Linked DNA regions of Gossypium hirsutum: region 2 is linked to region 1. The links are chromatin contacts, called in public Hi-C maps. All regions are on one chromosome and are shown on one strand. The core of a region is the stretch at or near the end of the contact, and the rest is flanking DNA. Distances in the headings are between cores, read along the strand shown. Region 1 holds the start of LOC107899402 (BEL1-like homeodomain protein 1). Region 2 holds the start of LOC107899420 (NDR1/HIN1-like protein 1).

The links. A called contact is a pair of places that touch in the nucleus more often than the background predicts.
Region 2: a Hi-C map of leaf shows a contact between it and region 1, with 2.2 times the contacts expected there. The contact joins the promoter of LOC107899420 here to the promoter of LOC107899402 in region 1. A contact is called at or near these places in 2 of 34 Hi-C or Micro-C datasets (callus and leaf).

The regions. Positions count from the first base shown.
Region 1 is chrD04:32,600,177-32,606,166 of Gossypium_hirsutum_v2.1, reverse strand. LOC107899402 (BEL1-like homeodomain protein 1) reads left to right here and starts at 3,647. Exons shown (of 7, transcript XM_041091301.1): 1 at 3,647-3,809; 2 at 4,098-4,145; 3 at 4,448-4,546; 4 at 4,679-5,473; 5 at 5,770-5,990. The coding sequence starts at 4,733.
Region 2 is chrD04:33,169,272-33,175,261 of Gossypium_hirsutum_v2.1, reverse strand. LOC107899420 (NDR1/HIN1-like protein 1) reads right to left here and starts at 2,694. Exons shown (of 1, transcript XM_016825131.2): 1 at 1,451-2,694. The coding sequence starts at 2,350. The coding sequence ends at 1,721.

The DNA.
Region 1 (5,990 bases), core at 2,398-4,897:
TAACATGAAAAAATCTCTCCAAAGATGATAAAAAAATCATGTGCAATGATAATTTTACTATAATGACAAAAGAACGAAGAGTACAAAAGATGGAGATAAAAATTAAAACCCGAAACCCAAAAACAAAGAATCCTCAAAACGTAAACAAAATTCTTTAAAAGTGTTATGAGTTTTAATCTTTTGATTGATGTGTTTTTTAATGTTGTAAAAGTATCTGTTTATAGGTTAAATTCGTAAGTTAAATAAATTGTGCTAATAAATGATAAATATATTATACTAATAAATACTAAATATTCTAGAAAGAAAATATATTTTATTTAATTTAACTTACAAACAATCTCTTATATTATTTAATAAGAATTTGAATCGTATAACTTTAACAGAATAAAATTATATATGTAAACTATAATAAAAAGACAACCATTTGAATTTCATGCCTCTCATGTAAGCTTTGCATCATCATAGAAAAATATATTGATAAAACGTTTTTAACCAAAAAAGAATGGAGGTTAGTTTGATGTGATGTGATGTACACCACTGTCATGTGTTTGCAGTCCCATAGATTCCATCAAGGAAGCTCATCCGTACGACGATGTACTCTGATAGTCAAACCCAACTCAATTAAATAATTTATTTAATTAAGTATATTTATATAAATGGAGCTAATAGCGACTTAACTTTGAAGTGCTAGCAAACTTTTTTTTAAAAGAATAAGTTGAAGAAGATGGAAAATAACAACCAAAAAAATCTGTCAGGAAATTAAAAGAAAATTGGGTCAACATAGGCCAGGGCAGACTGGCTTATATATTTATATATATTATATAATTTATGATATTAGTATAATTCACCACTCATTTATAGATGATTAATTCACCCGCGTCGTATTTTTAATTTAATATTTAATATTTTAATATTTTCTCTTTCATTAAATTTTAAATATAAATAATTTAATATTTTTTTAATATTTACATTATAGTATTATATATTATATTATTAAAAATATAATTTTTATATGACATAAATGCATAATATATAAAAATAATATACTATAATATCATATTTCAAAATGAGTTGGGCCCAAATATTGGAGCACAAATTAAATTATATTTTAAACGAGTCTAATATTTTATTTAAATCCTCTCAAAATTTAATTAAAACTTTGAGCTTGAGCAGGTAGCGGTGCTTGAAAATAAGTTAAATGATTAAAGTTCTAGTTAAGTTTTGAGACTTTTGAGAATAATGAGATTTTTAATAGAGAATGAGTTGCAAATGTAGTTATTTGAATTTTAAATATGTTGGAACATGACTTTTTAAAAAGTGATTTAAGACAATAATCTTTTGGTTTAGTGGCAAGAGTAATATGTTGTAGGCATGAGAGTTTGGTTTCGATTCTAAGCAACTATATTCCCCTCCCTCAATTATAAAAAAAAAGTGATTTAACAATTCCTTAACAATAATTATTTGATATATTGCCGAGATTTTTTTTAAAAATTTTAGAAACAAAGTTAAAAAAATTATCATATATCCTTAATTGATAATTAAAGAAAATTAAATAAATGAGACAGTTAGTGATCTTTTAACTATTTTTGAACCGCGAAAAACAGCAAATTTCACTTTTTGGAAGGTACCATAAAAAATTTCACTCAAAATAAGTTTAGTTTTGAGGTGATAAGTAGATCTTACTTAAAAACAATAGAAGAAAAAAAAAAGCGGCAGAATGCATAAACTTTCAATGATAAAAGTAATTTAATTAGGTCAAAATGAACCACAATGGAATGGTGAAAGAATTGATAATACAACTCCTGAATTCCAACTCTGAACCAGTATTTAATTTCACATGCACTAAATTTGACGTTGTTCTAAAGGCAAGAACGTGATTGTACACTTACGCCCAGAATTGGATGAAAGGAGACTTCTCAAAATTGTACTGCATGAATTTCTCGTTTAAGTACAGCGGGCAGTAAAAAAAAAACATGAATTTTATACTGTATTTTCTTTTTTTGAAAAAACAAAGTATAGAAAGTTGCAACTCTTTTAAGCCAATGAGAAAATTGAGGGTAAGTAGTTTTATAGTTGACTGACGACATGAGAGATATGGGTTCTCTTTCAGGTGAGTTTTCAATTGATGAGCTTACTTTTTATGGCAGTGAATGTTAAAGTTAATGATCTTTCACTACCTGAGCTGACAATTAAAAGTGAAAAGCTTTTCATTGGGGGCGAGAATCCTAGGAACTCTAGCTTATTATTAATAATTAAGATGACTTTAATTTGATCAGAGAATGTGTTACCGTGATGGTGATTGCAATGTCTCTTCTCTTGTTCAAAGAGTTAATTAATTCAATATTATATAATTAATATAAAAGTTTAAATACGAACTATTATTCTTTTTTTTTCTTTTATCATTTTAACCTTCAATTTTTAAAATTTAGTTAACTTATTTATTTTTGGACAAAAAAAAATTACTGAACTGTTAAAATTTTAATGGTATTAATATGACCACTAATATGTCAATCCATCTTATAAATCATAAAAATTTTAAAAAATAAAAATATTTAAAAATTAACAAAATTTAAAAAAGTTTGTAAATTTTTTAAAATTTTATCCATTTTATAGATAAAATTTTAAATAAATTGTCACATCAATACCATTAATATTTTAATAATTCAGTAATTTTTTTAATAAAAAACGAATAATTTAACTAAATTTCAAAAATAAAAGATCAAAATAACCCATAAAAAATAAATGTTAAAAAGCTAAATTTATGTATGAGTATCCAATGTCTTGTTGCACTTCACCATTTTTCTCTGGTCAAACTATTCTTTTCCTTTTAATTATATATACCAATTACTGTCTGTCAGTCACCTTGATTTTTTTTTAAGTTTATTTGGTTTTTAGGAATATATTAAAAAATTTCAAATTTTGGGAGAGAAATAAAGAAGTTTGAAGTCAGAAAGTGTAAATTTAGTAGTAGATTTCTTGTTTTATGTAATTTTGTAGTACAGTTTTGGTGAAGGGTTAGGGATGGTATGAGAGAAACTCAATTTGGCCCTACACAGTTAGGGAGCACTTGATTCAAATTCACACATTCATGCATTTGATTAGGACCCCACTGTTTTTTGTTTTGTTTCACAGATCAAAACAGTTTACTTTTTGGTAGGTTTCATATATATATATGTATTAAATTCAAAATTCTCATGCAGATAAACAATGGGTATTCTTTAAATTTGTAAAAAAGATAGAAATTAAATTAAATTTGTGAAAAAAATAGAAATTAAATTATGAAGTGTATACATGTACTCTACTAGTATTTATTTCATTTTTTGAAGCATTAAAGTAGGTGTTATGGCGGTTGGTTCTGTGTTCCTTGGCAATTTAATTGCTTTATCTTCAAACACTGGCATCCAACCACAAAAATATTAGCCCCAAAATTATGTAAAAAGAGAGAAAAAAAAATAAAGTGAAAAACGAAAAAAGACAAAGAGATATTTAATGTATGAATTGAGGAGTAGGACCCTCTTCTACCCTCTCTCATCATCTTCTCTTCTTTTTTCTTGTATTATTATTATGATTACCATAATTTTCTTTTTTATTTTTATTTTAATTAAGCTTACAGTGTGAAAGGAGACATTTTTTCAAATCTTGTGTCAATTATTATTTATGAAAACAGCTTGATATATACACATATCATATCTCCACTCCTTTTTTTTCTTTCACAGAAGAAGAAAAAAGAAAAGAGTGGTTGGTTTGTATAGTTTATGAAAAGGGAGGGTCAAATCACACAAGTTCCCTTTGTTTTGTTGTATTTGCAGGTACTTCACCTAATTAAAAACCCATTAAAGAGTAATTGAAGGTCACCCATTAATCTCTCTGATACTTTTACTTTTTCCGGTTTCAATTGGGGGGGGGAGTTGCAGAGATATTGAGTCTGACAATAAAGGACTAACTTACTGATAGATCATTAAAAAAAAATCATAAATTCCACAGATAGATACATCATATCTCTTTCTGTTTATTTAAATTATATGGTATTTTAGCTATAACTATATTAGCTTTTACTTGTCAAAATTTTAATTATTTTTTAAAGTTCTATTTTGCAGTGAAGATGATGATGAAGCACGTGTATACTCAAATTACCATCACACCAGGTACAAATCTTATTAACTGTTACTATAATCAATTCTCTCCCTCTCTCTCTCTCTGTTTCAATCTCTGTATTTCAGCCTTCTCTCTCTTATCTTTATATAAACACTAAAACTTTCTCCCCTATACTCCCTTTTTTTCCTTCCCTCACCCTCATCCTTTTCTTCATCTTCTCCTCCTATTATTCCCATGTCTTCAAGCTCTAGACTTGTTCCCAAACCTTGACGAGCCAGCCAATCATATTTACTTATATACATATATTAATTGTGGAGGATTATCACTCCTTTCCTTTCCACTGAATTCTCAGGATCCACTTGATCATCCCAAGATCATCAATACCCCATTTTTCCCAGAAAGTTCTGGAATGGGTTGATTTAAAGTCTGGGGATTTATTCTGGAGAATAAGGTAAAACATGTTTAGACTTTATTGATGTTATGGATGAATTTTTTTTCTTTTTCTAGTGCTTGTGATTATGAAAGTAGTATAATAATAATAATAATAATAATAATAAATTTGGTGTTTCTTTGATCTTTTCAGTGAAGAGAAAAAGTAGAAAACAATATTAGAATTAAGCAAAGAAAACAACATACGATGGCGACGTACTTTCATGGGAACCCTGAAATCCAAGCAAGTACTGACGGCCTTCAAACCCTTGTACTTATGAACCCTGCCTATGTTCAGTATTCCGATACCCCTCCACCACCCCCGGCCAGCAACCTCCTTTTCTTCAACCCTAACTCCCTCTCTCCGCCCCAAACTCAGCAACTCGTCGGCATCCCCCTCCCCGCTACCTCAGCTGCCAATCAAGGCCCTACCTCACACGATATCTCCCCCTTGCATGGCCTCGTCCAGCGCGTCCATTACAACATGTACAACCCTATTGACCCTTCCGGATCGGCGCGTGAAACTCCTCGCGCTCAACAAGGACTCTCTTTGACCCTTTCTTCCCAGCAGCAGCCGGGTTATGGATCCCAGGCTCAAGCAGTTTCAGGCGGGTCGGCTTCTTCGGGTTCAGGCGTGCACGATAGGGTGTCGGGTGTGCAAAGTGTGTTTTTGAGCTCTAAATACTTGAAGGCTGCTCAAGAGCTTCTTGATGAGGTTGTTAATGTTAACACTACTGGGATTACAAAGAGTGAATTATTGGCTAAGAAGGGTGGTGGTGGAAATAATCATAGCAATAGCAGTAGTAAGGCTATGGGAGAGTCGTCGGTGGTGGCCGGGGATGGCTCTGGTGGTGGGGAGGCAGGTGAGAAACACGTCGCAGAGCTGACCACGGCTGAGAAACAGGAAATTCAGATGAAGAAAGCTAAGCTAATTAACATGCTTGATGAGGTATGGAAATTAGATCATATATATATATGGAAAAAACTGGGATAGAAGCAAGTTCATAAGTTGTAACTCTACTATTTTAAGGTCTTTCTTTAGATTTCAATCCTTGAAGATTCTTTGTTTAATTAATTGAAAGCTCTAGTTTGTTATTAGACCTCAAATCCATGAAATTTACCAATTGGAGTACGTCAGTCAGGTTCTTGAATTCCAAACTTCTTCTAGACATCCAACGTAAGCTTATTGTTTAGGCACAACATATTGATATCAAATGGTTGTCTTTTTTATTTTTTATTTGGCAGGTGGAACAAAGGTATAGGCAATACCATCACCAGATGCAGATTGTAACATCCTCATTTGAGCAAGCAGCTGGAATTGGGTCAGCAAAAACATACACAGCTCTTGCATTAAAGACCATTTCAAAGCAATTTCGGTGTTTGAAAGATGCAATAACTGACCAAATCCGAGCAGCCAACAAGAGTTTAGGGGAAGAAGAAGATGGTGTAGGCGAAGCAGCCAAAAT
Region 2 (5,990 bases), core at 1,445-3,944, 570 kb before region 1:
ATCATCATTAATTGGTCTTGACCAATGATCGGGATTTAGTAACCAATCAATGACATGTGTGTCACATGCAATTTTTTCTGTTTTTTATTTTAATTTTTATAATTTTAGATTTTTTAAATTTATATATTTTTACAATTCATATATAAATTTTAAAAATTGAAAATACCCCTTAACTTAGATTTAATATGAGATTGGAATTTGGTGTTGAAGTGTAGAAAACGGTTGGAGAAAAGTCCAGGCAAGCCCAGTCTAATCTATGGAATAAGGGTTGGTCACTTCGTCGTTGCCTGGTCTAGCCGCCTAGGTGTCAAGAGTGAGTTGCTTTTTTTCTTAAAATATGGATGGGGAAACGCTATCTTCACTCCGCCCGTAATATTATTAATTTATTGGAATCGAATTTCTAATCACAAATTTGAAGGACAACCTATCAAAACTCGTGATTTGTTTTTATGTTTGTATAATATATATTATAAGTTCAAAGCCAAAAATCATATATATTATATACATCTTATACATGTAGATTATATTACAAACTATATATGTTAAAATTATACAAAAATTAAGTGGTGTTGCTTTGGATGGAATAGTTATGTTGAAGCTTTAGAAATTGAAGTTTCTTTAAGTTGAAATTTCAATAAAATAATATTTTATAAAAATAAAAATATTTTTATATTAATGTGTTATTCTATAAAAAAAATAAGATTTTAGTTATTTTTCAACTTAATATTTGTTTGATTGATTGGTGATAAGTATATATAATGTTAATTAAAAATTATTAATAGAAAATAAAACATGGTATGCATGTAGAAAAATGGAAGGACATATAAGAAATTCCCAAATGTGTAAGAGAAGTGCATGTGATGGATCTTAAATTCCTCTCTACCTGTATTTTATAATTATTTCAACTCACACATGGCTGGAGTGTTGATTCATAAAAAATGGGCAACATGCAAATAAAACCCCCCACCTCACTCTTAATACAAGAGAGTAATTGTGAAATAAAATGAAACAAGCAAGAAAAAGCATTGAAAATGTTGTTAAAATAGAATATTTATGACTTATTTAAGTAGTGCTACAGTATAGGCCTGAAGGGTGGGATTGGAAAAATGAATAAATTAAAGTTAGGATAAGGACTGATTTTGAGAGTAGACAAATTACAAAAGGTCCTTTTCTAACACGCAATTATAATTAGGTTGAGTGAAAAGGACCACTAATTCCATTTCCATGTGCCAAAACACCCTATCCTTCCCAATGTCCCAAACATGTTACCGACAGTGCTTTTACTAAATTATATATCTAAAAATTACAAGCGACACCCTAATTAAGGTAGAAAATATTCCTATTTCTTCTTAGGAAAAATAAAATTTAAAGATCCAATGTTTTGAAAAGAAGCCAATTTGTAGGTGAAGAAACAGACAGCACAACCTCCACTAATTGCGATTCTACAAGCTACGGAAAATTATTTCTTCTTGATGTCACTATTTCATTTTATTTAGATATGGAAAACAATTTCTCTTTAATTGTAGATTTTGCTTTAGCTTTCAATTTTCCATTTTTCATTTATTCTATAGCAAAATGTACAATTTCCTCCTCCCCTTATAAAGAAAATAAATAAAATATACTAACGGCGTGAAGTAAGAAACTGAGAGAGAGATTTAATATAGATTAAACGGCGTTAGTTGCCTGGTCTTCTTCTTTGTTGATATTGATGAGTGCTCTCTCACACACTGACGCTGCATCTGGTGACGAGCTGGTACTTAACAGCGTTTTCTCCGACAGAAACGCCGTTGTTTTTGCTCCCGAAAGTGATATAAGCCGGACACCTAACGTTGAGATGATACCTGCCTGAAACGAAAGTCCCAACTTTCCATCTCACCCGTCCATCAATCTTGATCACCATGAAGATCGTTCCGGCAGCTTGTTCGGACTTCAAAGCGACGGAGAAATCGGGAGCTATAGGGACCATGTTCCCGTAGATGAAAGGGGACCAAACATTGATCTCATTATGACCCTGGTATGTTGGAGGGAGAGCTGTCCTAAGGGTGGTTTGTTGGTTCCTGTAGGTGGCGTAGATGACGAGCCTGTCGTAGTAAATCCCGATTCTGTCATTGGGGTTTCGCGTGGATACGGTGACTTGGAAATTAGAAGTGAGGAAATTGGGAGTGGAGGCGTTGAAAGCATAGACGGTGGTGTCTTGGAGGATGAAGCGGGGTTTTGCGGGGCGGAGGATTGCCCATATGATAAGGATTGTGATGAGAACGATAAGGAGGAAGACTAGAAGGCAACCGAAGAGCCTTCGGATGCGCTGCCGCCGGCCTTTTCCATGGTTGCCGCAATCCTTGGCCGTCATGGTAGGCAGAAAGTGAAGGTCGGTGAAAGTTTGGTTCTAAGGGGAGAAAAAGGGAGTTCAACCTATCTATCTGCTTTTTTTGTATAATGAAATGAACGTGCTGCGGTGTTGAGGTTAGTGTAATTGATATTTATATAAAACAAAATTTTTAGTGGATGTGTAATGGATCAATAATTGAATTTATATTAAAGCACTACCTCTCAGTGTAGAGTACTCAAGGGTGTGCTAAGGTAAAAGTGTTCCTTTTTTTTATACATACATACATATAATAACGGTATATGCTTACATAATATGTATTCGCATTATTCATTTTTATAATGAATTAATAATAAATCTGATATTTTTAGAGGGCAAATGACCAAAAAAAACCCTTTTTTTTTCAAAAATTACCAAAATGAGCTAATTATCTAATTATTTATCGGAATGGTCTATTTTCCGCGAAATCGTATCCACGTCAGTGCGATGTTAGGGTACGCGCCAGGAAATCACGTCCACGTCAGCGCGATTTGCTGACGTGGACACAAATCGCGCCCTCTAGGACGCGATTTGCTGACGTGGCATCAGGTTATGTTTTTTAGCTTGGAAAACTTTGAAAGGCCATAACTTTTCGCTCGATTGTCCGATTGAGACGATTTTTTTTATTTCGAATAACTTTTCGAGATCTACGCGCTAACAAACAGCCAAAGGCGGTTTGCCACAGTTTTCATCGAAAAAGATCCTTTTTTGCCCCTAAATTTTGATTTTTTGGGTTTAAAATTGAATTTTGAAACATTCAAATCATTATTTTCCTTATTTATTTGGAGTAAACACCGGATTTTTTTACAGAATTGTTGTATTATTTTTTCTGATTTGACACGTGTATGGAATAGGTTCGATAAATTGTTAGAACGTAGGTAATATAATTAAGATAATAACAGTATTTTAATAATATGTCAATTAATTAGTTTAGTTTAGTTGGTTAATAGCATGCTCATTTCCCTTAGTACCTTGGTTCAAATCTTGTTGGTAACATTTTTTTTTGAATCAATTAACTCTTCTATATTAGATCAATAGCAACAAGTACAAAAAAAATTCAAAATTGTTTCCAACAAGATTTGAACCAAGGTACTAAAGGAAAAGAGCAAGCATATTAACCAACTAAACTAAACTAATTAATTGACATATTATTAAAATACTGTTATTATCTTAATTATATTACCTACGTTTTAACAATTTATCGGACCTATTCCATAAACGTGTCAAATCAGAAAAAATAATACAACAATTCTGTAAAAAAAATCCGATGTTTACTCCAAATAAATAAGGAAAATAATTATTTGAATGTTTCAAAATTCAATTTTAAACCGAAAAAATCAAAATTTAGGGGCAAAAAATGATCTTTTTCGATGAAAAGTGCGGCAAACCGCCTTCGGCTGTTTGTCAGCGTGTAGATCTCGAAAAGTTATTCAAAATAAAAAAAATCGTCTCAATGAGACAACCGAGCAAAAAGTTATGGCCTTTCAAAGTTTTCCAAGCTAAAAAACATAAACTGATGCCACGTTAACAAATCGCGTCCTAGAGGGCGCGATTTGTGTCCACGTCAGCTAATCGCGCTGACGTGGACGCGATTTCCTGGCGCGTACCCTGACATCGCGCTGACGTGGACGCGATTTCGCGAAAAATGGACCATTCCGATAAATAATTAGATAATTGGCCCATTTCAGTAATTTTTGAAAAAAAAAGCTTTTTTTGGTCATTTGCCCATTTTTAGAAACATTATAAATTTATAATTTCATATTTTTTTAAAGATTAAATATAATTATTTTACTTTGTTAGAAAGTTAAAGTATAATTTTTTTATATATCAAATTTTAATTTATTTATTTATATGAGAATTGAAATATTATTATTATTATTTTGAAGAAATCAAACTATAATTTCACTATATTAATTTATAATATTTTACAGGTGTCCATTTTTATCTAGATGACCGTAAATCCTTTACTATAACATTGGTGGTTTAGTTGACTAGTTAAAAAATAATGGTAAAGTACTTTAAATTTATATATAAAAAAAAGTAATGTGAATTTGACTTAAAAAATTAAATTAAAAGAAAATTCATGGATGGTGCTACAAAAATTACTCATGTAATTGTGCAATGTCAAGTCAAGAAAGGGAAGCTCACTTTTTGTTAATCAATCCTGGAAACAAACAAACCAAAAAAAAAGTAGATTTAAAATAATTTGGGATTCCATAGTCCATATGAAAAAGAAAATTAAAAAGAAAAAATAGCAACTTTATGAATTATTGAGTTCAACATTCAACAGTTAATTCTAAACCAAAAGAAGATTATAAAAAGATATTCTAAATCAAAAGATAGCAGAAAAAGTGATTATCAAACAAAAAAGAAAGAAAGAAAAAGGAAAAGTAAAATAATAGCAAATGGTGTCATAACAGGGAAGCTTCCAGCTCGGCCTACCTACTTATTTATTTGAGGTTCCAGAATATACATTACATCTCAGCAGAGTACTACCAAATATAAATTTTGTTAACGTAATTAAAATCTCCCTATATTATTTTATTTTTAGCATTGAATTTTCAAAGTATAAATTTAATGAATGTTTAGATGGCCGAAATTACGGGTAAAATTCTAGTATTTAATTTGTTAATTTATAGTTAAAAAACAAAATTGATGTATAAATGAGTCAAGGCTGTAAGAAAGGAGAAAAATTCCGATTTGAGTTTGAAACTTCATACTTTGTCTTCGAATTAAAAGGGTTTTGGAACCAGTTGCTGAGGCTGCGTGTGCATGATACGCGCCATTGTCCTGTCACAAACATTATTCACACTGAGTGCGAAAGCTGTCGGGTTGGCCGACACGTCAACTTGACATGAAAGGGCGAGAGTGAATAAAGTTATGATGCAGATCATCTTCATCCTCCATATTTTTCTTTAAATTTAATCACTTAAAATTCAAATATAAATAAATAAAATTGAGAGTGGATTATAATAGGAGTTCAAAACGAAGATAAAAATCTAGTAGAATCGAGACTATTACAGTGTAAAAGGTTAGTGTTGGTAAAGGAGGGCTTGGGATTCTTTTTCAGTGAAAATGAAATGCAGACCTGCTTTTGTTCGTAAGGGGAGAATAGTTGAACAAGACTTTTCTAACTATTAAATAGTTAGGCAGACCCAAGCTTTTTGAGGTTTTTCTTATAAAATAAATTATTAGGGTAATTTAATTTAAAATAAATTCCAACAAAATAATAAAATAGAAAATTGAGTGGTAGGCTGGTCTGCTTTTGAGCACTGAGATTTAAGCGGATTTCTCATCCCTTGTCTTCTTGTTTGTACAAATTAGCAACCACAAATCTTGTTTCAACTTCTAAAATGTCCTAATTCTCTTGTTTTCTTTTGTACTAGGCTTTTAGCTTTTCAATGCCTATAAACATTTGTTAACACATTGTTTATTTATTTTCTAAAAAGGGTTAAATTATGTTAATGAAAAATTTTGGTGTGGAAAATCTCAAACATACAAATAACAACTCAAACAAAAAGAAAATGAAGCAACAAGATAAAGTTATAAGGTGTTGTATCAAGTCACTATCTTTAAGGTTCTAATCACCCCACCTATATTCGGTGTGCAAATGAGTTTCAAGTAA